Regions from separate parts of the Gossypium hirsutum genome. Here region 1 is linked to region 2. Evidence: chromatin contacts called from public Hi-C data. All regions are on one chromosome and are shown on one strand. Each heading gives the region's core, a stretch centred on a gene start, on an enhancer-like site or on the middle of the called end of the contact. The rest is flanking DNA. Distances are from core to core; before and after follow the strand shown. Region 1 overlaps LOC121230610 (a long non-coding RNA gene). Region 2 has its middle 48 kb from the start of LOC107961784.

What was found. A called contact is a pair of places that touch in the nucleus more often than the background predicts.
Region 1: a Hi-C map of leaf shows a contact between it and region 2, with 2.2 times the contacts expected there. The contact joins two enhancer-like sites. A contact is called at or near these places in 3 of 34 Hi-C or Micro-C datasets (all in leaf).

The regions. Positions count from the first base shown.
Region 1 is chrA06:110,685,159-110,687,858 of Gossypium_hirsutum_v2.1, forward strand. It overlaps LOC121230610 (a long non-coding RNA gene), which reads right to left. Exons shown (of 10, transcript XR_005928601.1): 8 at 2,561-2,655; 9 at 2,181-2,477; 10 at 1,388-1,888. Among protein-coding and RNA genes, the nearest start is that of LOC121230610, 5.1 kb to the right of the region's middle. Within about 2 kb of position 1,428, at least 7 of the 9 cell types and tissues checked have an H3K27ac peak or open chromatin away from gene starts, as enhancers often do. A contact at or near this core is called in leaf, where this site is marked.
Region 2 is chrA06:110,318,437-110,321,136 of Gossypium_hirsutum_v2.1, forward strand. It overlaps the pseudogene LOC107961787. Among protein-coding and RNA genes, the nearest start is that of LOC107961784, 48 kb to the left of the region's middle. Within about 2 kb of position 1,340, at least 4 of the 9 cell types and tissues checked have an H3K27ac peak or open chromatin away from gene starts, as enhancers often do. A contact at or near this core is called in leaf, where this site is marked.

The DNA.
Region 1 (2,700 bases), core at 178-2,677, 370 kb after region 2:
CTTTGAAATTTTATTTTTTATTTTTTATTTTTAAAAGGGAATGATTATGGAAACAAACTTGCAACGTATTTATTCGATTCATTTGAAGCAAAGAAAATGAAATGAATAATTTCAGGCAAATAGGTTGATTTCATGCAAATAGGTTGGCAATCTCAATCATAATATAATACATGGGGATGCAAAACAAAGTAACAAATATGGAAAACATATATCAATAATATATTATACAAATTTTTGAAAAGTGCAAACATGAAAATCGAAACATGCCCAATGATAATAATCTTACCACATACACTATTTAACGTTTCTAACTAATGGTTAAATAAAAATCTATTTTAAGAAAAATATTTTAAAAGGTAATAAAAAATGTTAAAACAAATAAACTTGAAATAAACAATTTAAAGTAGGTAAATTATATATAAATATATATATACATAAACAGATAATACATGCAAAAAATTTACAATAGATTGTAAAATAAATAAAAAATAAAATAAATAATACATAAAGCATATAAAGTTTAACATATAAATGAGCTTCAAAATAAGTATTATAAGAGGAAATTTAAAGTTAGTGTTATGCAAAATAATTTAAAACCAAGATTCAAAAAATGTATATATATATATTATGTGCATAGCAATAGTAATGTGTACCTATATAAAATTTTAAAACGAATAATGTACATATTAGCAAGTTGTAACATAAATGAATTATATAAATGCAACCATGTAAGAATATACAAAAGAATATACGAATGACATACTATATAATATAAATCAATAATTATACAAAATATTTTGAAACAAGATTTACTTACCAACAATTAACAGGATACATAAAGCATAAAACTTAATATAAACATTGTATATAACAAAAATAGTAATATAGGCAAGTGTTTGAAATAAACAAAGTATAATTTAAAATTGGGGAACAAATGGTATACATAAATAGATTTAAAGGGAAAAATATAAACATGTTTGCAAGGGAATTCAAATAAGGAATTCAATTAAATTATATATATATATATATGAAATAAAGAAAATAAAATAAAATAACAAAAATGAAAAATGAACAAAGGGAATACAAGAAATTAAAATCAATTTTTTTTTTGCTTTGGATTTTTGATCTTTCTGTGAAAATACAATGTTTTTTTCTTTTTTTTTTATCCTTCATTCCCCTTTACATTTGGTTTTATGATGGCTTTTATAGCCTTGTTACAACTTTTTTTTTATTTACTATCTTTTCTTTTTACAAGTGGTCGACAAAAGAAGACTAAGGCGGCGCTTAGGGCGGCACATAGGGTGAAGAGGTTAGATTTTTTTCTTTTTCTTCATTTTTTATTTTTTATTTTGGGTTGTATTTGAGCTTGGGATATTTTAGGTTTTAATTGAATTTTAATATTTGGTCTGTGATTTTATTGTGATTTTATTGGGCCCTGGCAAAATTTGGTCATACACACACCACTACGTAGGACTGAGTGAAATCCTGCATCCTGGACTACTTTTCTGTCTCATCCCTTTTTTTTCATTTGAAAGAAAAATTTGTGGATGAGGGAGTAGCTTACCCTATTTTGTTATAAATTTTACATGAGATTACCTTTTTATCAAGAAAGTTCTGCTTCTGGAATTTTTGTACTTCCGTGTGTTACGTTAGGGCTTGAGTACTCGATACCACCATCAGATGTTGAAATGTTGGATGCTACAGATGACTCTGGAATTGAGTCGGTTGGATTTGGATGACTTTGATTCTTCAAACTCTGAAAAACGAGTGAACATTGTTGCCTGGGGGGCTCAGCAGTTTGATGCCCTTGAGCCTCTTCTGCAAGTCGCCTTAGAAGATTCATGATGGTGGGAAGAAACCTCGACGAGATAGAGATTAGCCCAGCCAGCTGGCAAGAAGGCAAACAAAGAATCTAGATCAGTTTCAAACAAGGTTATTCTGATTTAGGGCAACTAGACAATAGATCCTGATAATCTTTGGTCTCACTGACTGAAGAATGGATCATTTTCAGAAATAAAAAAACTAAGCTATAGGTCCAGGCTTTCAATTCCAAGCAAAAAAACCTAGGATTTTGATTGAATACATGCCATGTGCAAATTCACATTTGAAACAGTAAATCACAAATCAAAACTACAAGAAAATTTGGCAAAGAGACGGTGCATTTTCTCTTCCATACTCACAGTGCCATGTTGAAACTGCCCTCGAACCCACATCGCTTTTGAAAGTAAGTACACAACAAATAGACCCATTAGATAGAGAGGATTCCTGTTTGCGAGAAGCATTATGAGCACAACAATTAACATGATAGTAGAAAGTAAACCAGGAAAACCCATGCTAGTATTTTGAATTATGCTAGGAATCAGATTTCAGATATATCCAAGCTGAACCTGAGGTCTTGCCCTGTAGGTTCACCCACTGCCTTTGAGCACGGCAGTCCCCGAAGACTACTAATCCCAGCTCCTGTTAAAAGCCAGGGTCTTCATCCCTTTAACCCATCAAAAACAGAACTAAAATAGGAGGGGATGAGATGAACCATGGACTCTAGATTAGATTAAGTTACCTTAAAAGGAGCATAAATTCATTAAATCCAAGGACAACCATTGCCACAATTGCCCATGGGGGAGGTAACCAGCTGTTACTTTGCTTGTAAACCTCCTAAGAAAAAAACAAATTCATTAGAGATTGCACCTAGACAATGCC
Region 2 (2,700 bases), core at 90-2,589:
TTGTAGCTTCAATAAAAGCTACTGTTCAGGGTTTTATCAGAATTGTCATGTTATGGATCGAGTCACCGGGTGATTCTCGAAAAGCTAACTTTGATTGAGGAAGCCTTCCTTATTGCGGTTTCAACCGCATGAATAACCTATGATTAATATATAGAACTCATAGAATTGACTTTAGAACTCGTCAAAAGGACTTCCTAACCTTATACTTGTTAGGAAGGGAGAAATGGAATAATTTGTCTTATTTATAAACTGAAGTACAAGTTTAGTCACTTATGTTTGTTTAAAATTAGTTTTGGTCATCGAACTTTGAAAAATTATTATATAACCAATGGTATCATCATTTCATACAAATTGTACAGCTAATCCTTGGTACTTTTTCTTTTTGAGTAATTTAATTCTTTTTTTCTGTTGTTTCTTTGTTTTCCTTCTCTTGTAACGTAAAACAGGTGTACAATTTGCTTATGTCAAAATTATTTTTTTGATGGTTCCTTTGAGCCCATTTTCCAAATAATCCCAGAAGCCTCACAAATGCAAGTGCTGAGAAGATAGCATCCATCCAAAGCTCTTTACCAACCCAGTACATGTCAAACAGAGATACATGGTGTACAGGGTGAGGAAGTCAAAAAGGGCACAAGGATGATGCGATAAATTACTGGAACATACCCCTTCCAGAACCCCTTGTGTCAAATTAAGGCGGCCATCTGTTTGCTTCAGCTCATTGAGAGGTTTAAGAAGCATCTGCAGGCCATTTGAAGAAAAGTAAAAAAGAAAAACAACATATTTCGTTGTTTAAGATTGTCACTGCATGGAATAGGAGAGAACTCCACCTTACACAATTGGTAGGACTGCGATCTTGCCCTAAGCATGTGTTGTGTCCAGCCATTGCATAATACTGAGCAGCAGTAAAGAAAGACAAAAAAATTGGAGGTGGATGGGGGACAAACAAAGACATTAGATGATATTACTTGGAAATGGGATAAAGATAAGAAATAAGAAAAGCCAATTCCTACAGTACGAATAAAAGAATAGAAGAATAAAAGAAAATATTCCTCACAATCTGACGGAAAGTCACATTCCAATCTTTCAATCACCGATCATGTATAAGTTGAACTTCACTGTAAATGTTGTTCACTGCTAACTCATTTTGTACGACGGAAATAAATATAGCATTATCACTTTTGATCTCTACTTAGTGGTATCCTTTTGCCTAAGCTAACTTTAAGCACTCAAGTAGTGTCTGAGCTTCAACTTGAAAAATATCGGGCAATCCTATTACCATCTGAAAGGCCCCATCCATCCTCCATTTGGTCCTCCCACTACTCCCCCTATGGCTGCCCTTGGTCTAGTACTTGACACAGAACCATCCGCATTCACCTTAATCCATCCATGAGGTAGAAGCTGCCACCAACCTTTAGTCATTGAAGTACTACTCCAATTATGAGGCCCACTTGTACCAAATAAAGGTCTCGTCCAAGCTTCCATAGATGCTAGCAGAGATGGACTACTACCACAAGTCTGTATGAAAATGAAAACATTTCGGTTCTTCCAAAAAAACCAACATACAATGGAAAATGAAGGTTGGCCATTCACTATTTTTGAATACTATTTTACCTTCATTCTTAATGTTCCAAATAATCCATTGGACAATAGGTAAAGTAAAGAATCATTCCAGAGCCGTCTAGGTATGACAGATTGCCAAATTACTTTAGCGAAGACACAACCCTTAATTACATGCAATATAGATTCAATGTCCAAACTACAACGATCGTAGAAAGGAAAAGTCGCCATACTTTGCCTAATTCATTCCTCGTTTGTTAGAAGTCTACCACGTGCCAATAGTCCGAGAAAGATCTGAACCCTTTGCGATGCCTTAACTTTCCATGTCATTTCATCATTGACAACACTAATTGATACGTTATCAGCAAACAAATGTTTATAGATTTCGAAATGGAGAACTTTTCCCTTGACAGCCATCTCCAACTTAAGTGATCCAAGCCTGCATTCGCCGATGGAGGTATATAAGCCAAAATACGCTCAACAATCACCTGTGGAAGAATCGCAGCTAGCCAAATTCCATGCCCCTTCTAACACTACATCACAAACACAGAGTGAGTCTTGAAAGGCCTCATGACCAATGTAATAGTGTCGTAGAATACCCAAGTCACGTAACCAATCGTCATTCCAGAATTTCACTAGCCTACCATCACCAACAACCCACTATATACCCTTTTGACTTCACTCCATATGTTGGCTATGGAACGCCATATATAGCAGTTACTGCAATGAATGTGCATTGGCAGTAATCCATGCACTTTGTACTTATTTTCCAAAACCTGAACCCACAACTCCTTTGTACCAGTAACTAGTTTAAACCCCAACTTCATGAGAAAAAAGTTTGTTTTGGTCTTATAATCTCCAAATACCTAGCCCCCTATACGCCCGAGGTTTGCAGCAATCCTCCCAACTCACAAGTGACGGATTTTGCACAGAAGATGTTGAACCCCATAAAAATCCACGGGCCAGTTTCTCAATCTCAGTACAAACTAAGCTAGGAATTTTGGTCATTGACATGAAAGAGCTTGGAATAGCAAGTAACATTGACTTAACCAATGTTAGACGACTCGCCAGAGATAGTTTTCGTGCCTCCCATCAATTAAGTCGAGTGCAACTTTATCAAAAATGAATTGAAATGTCCCAATA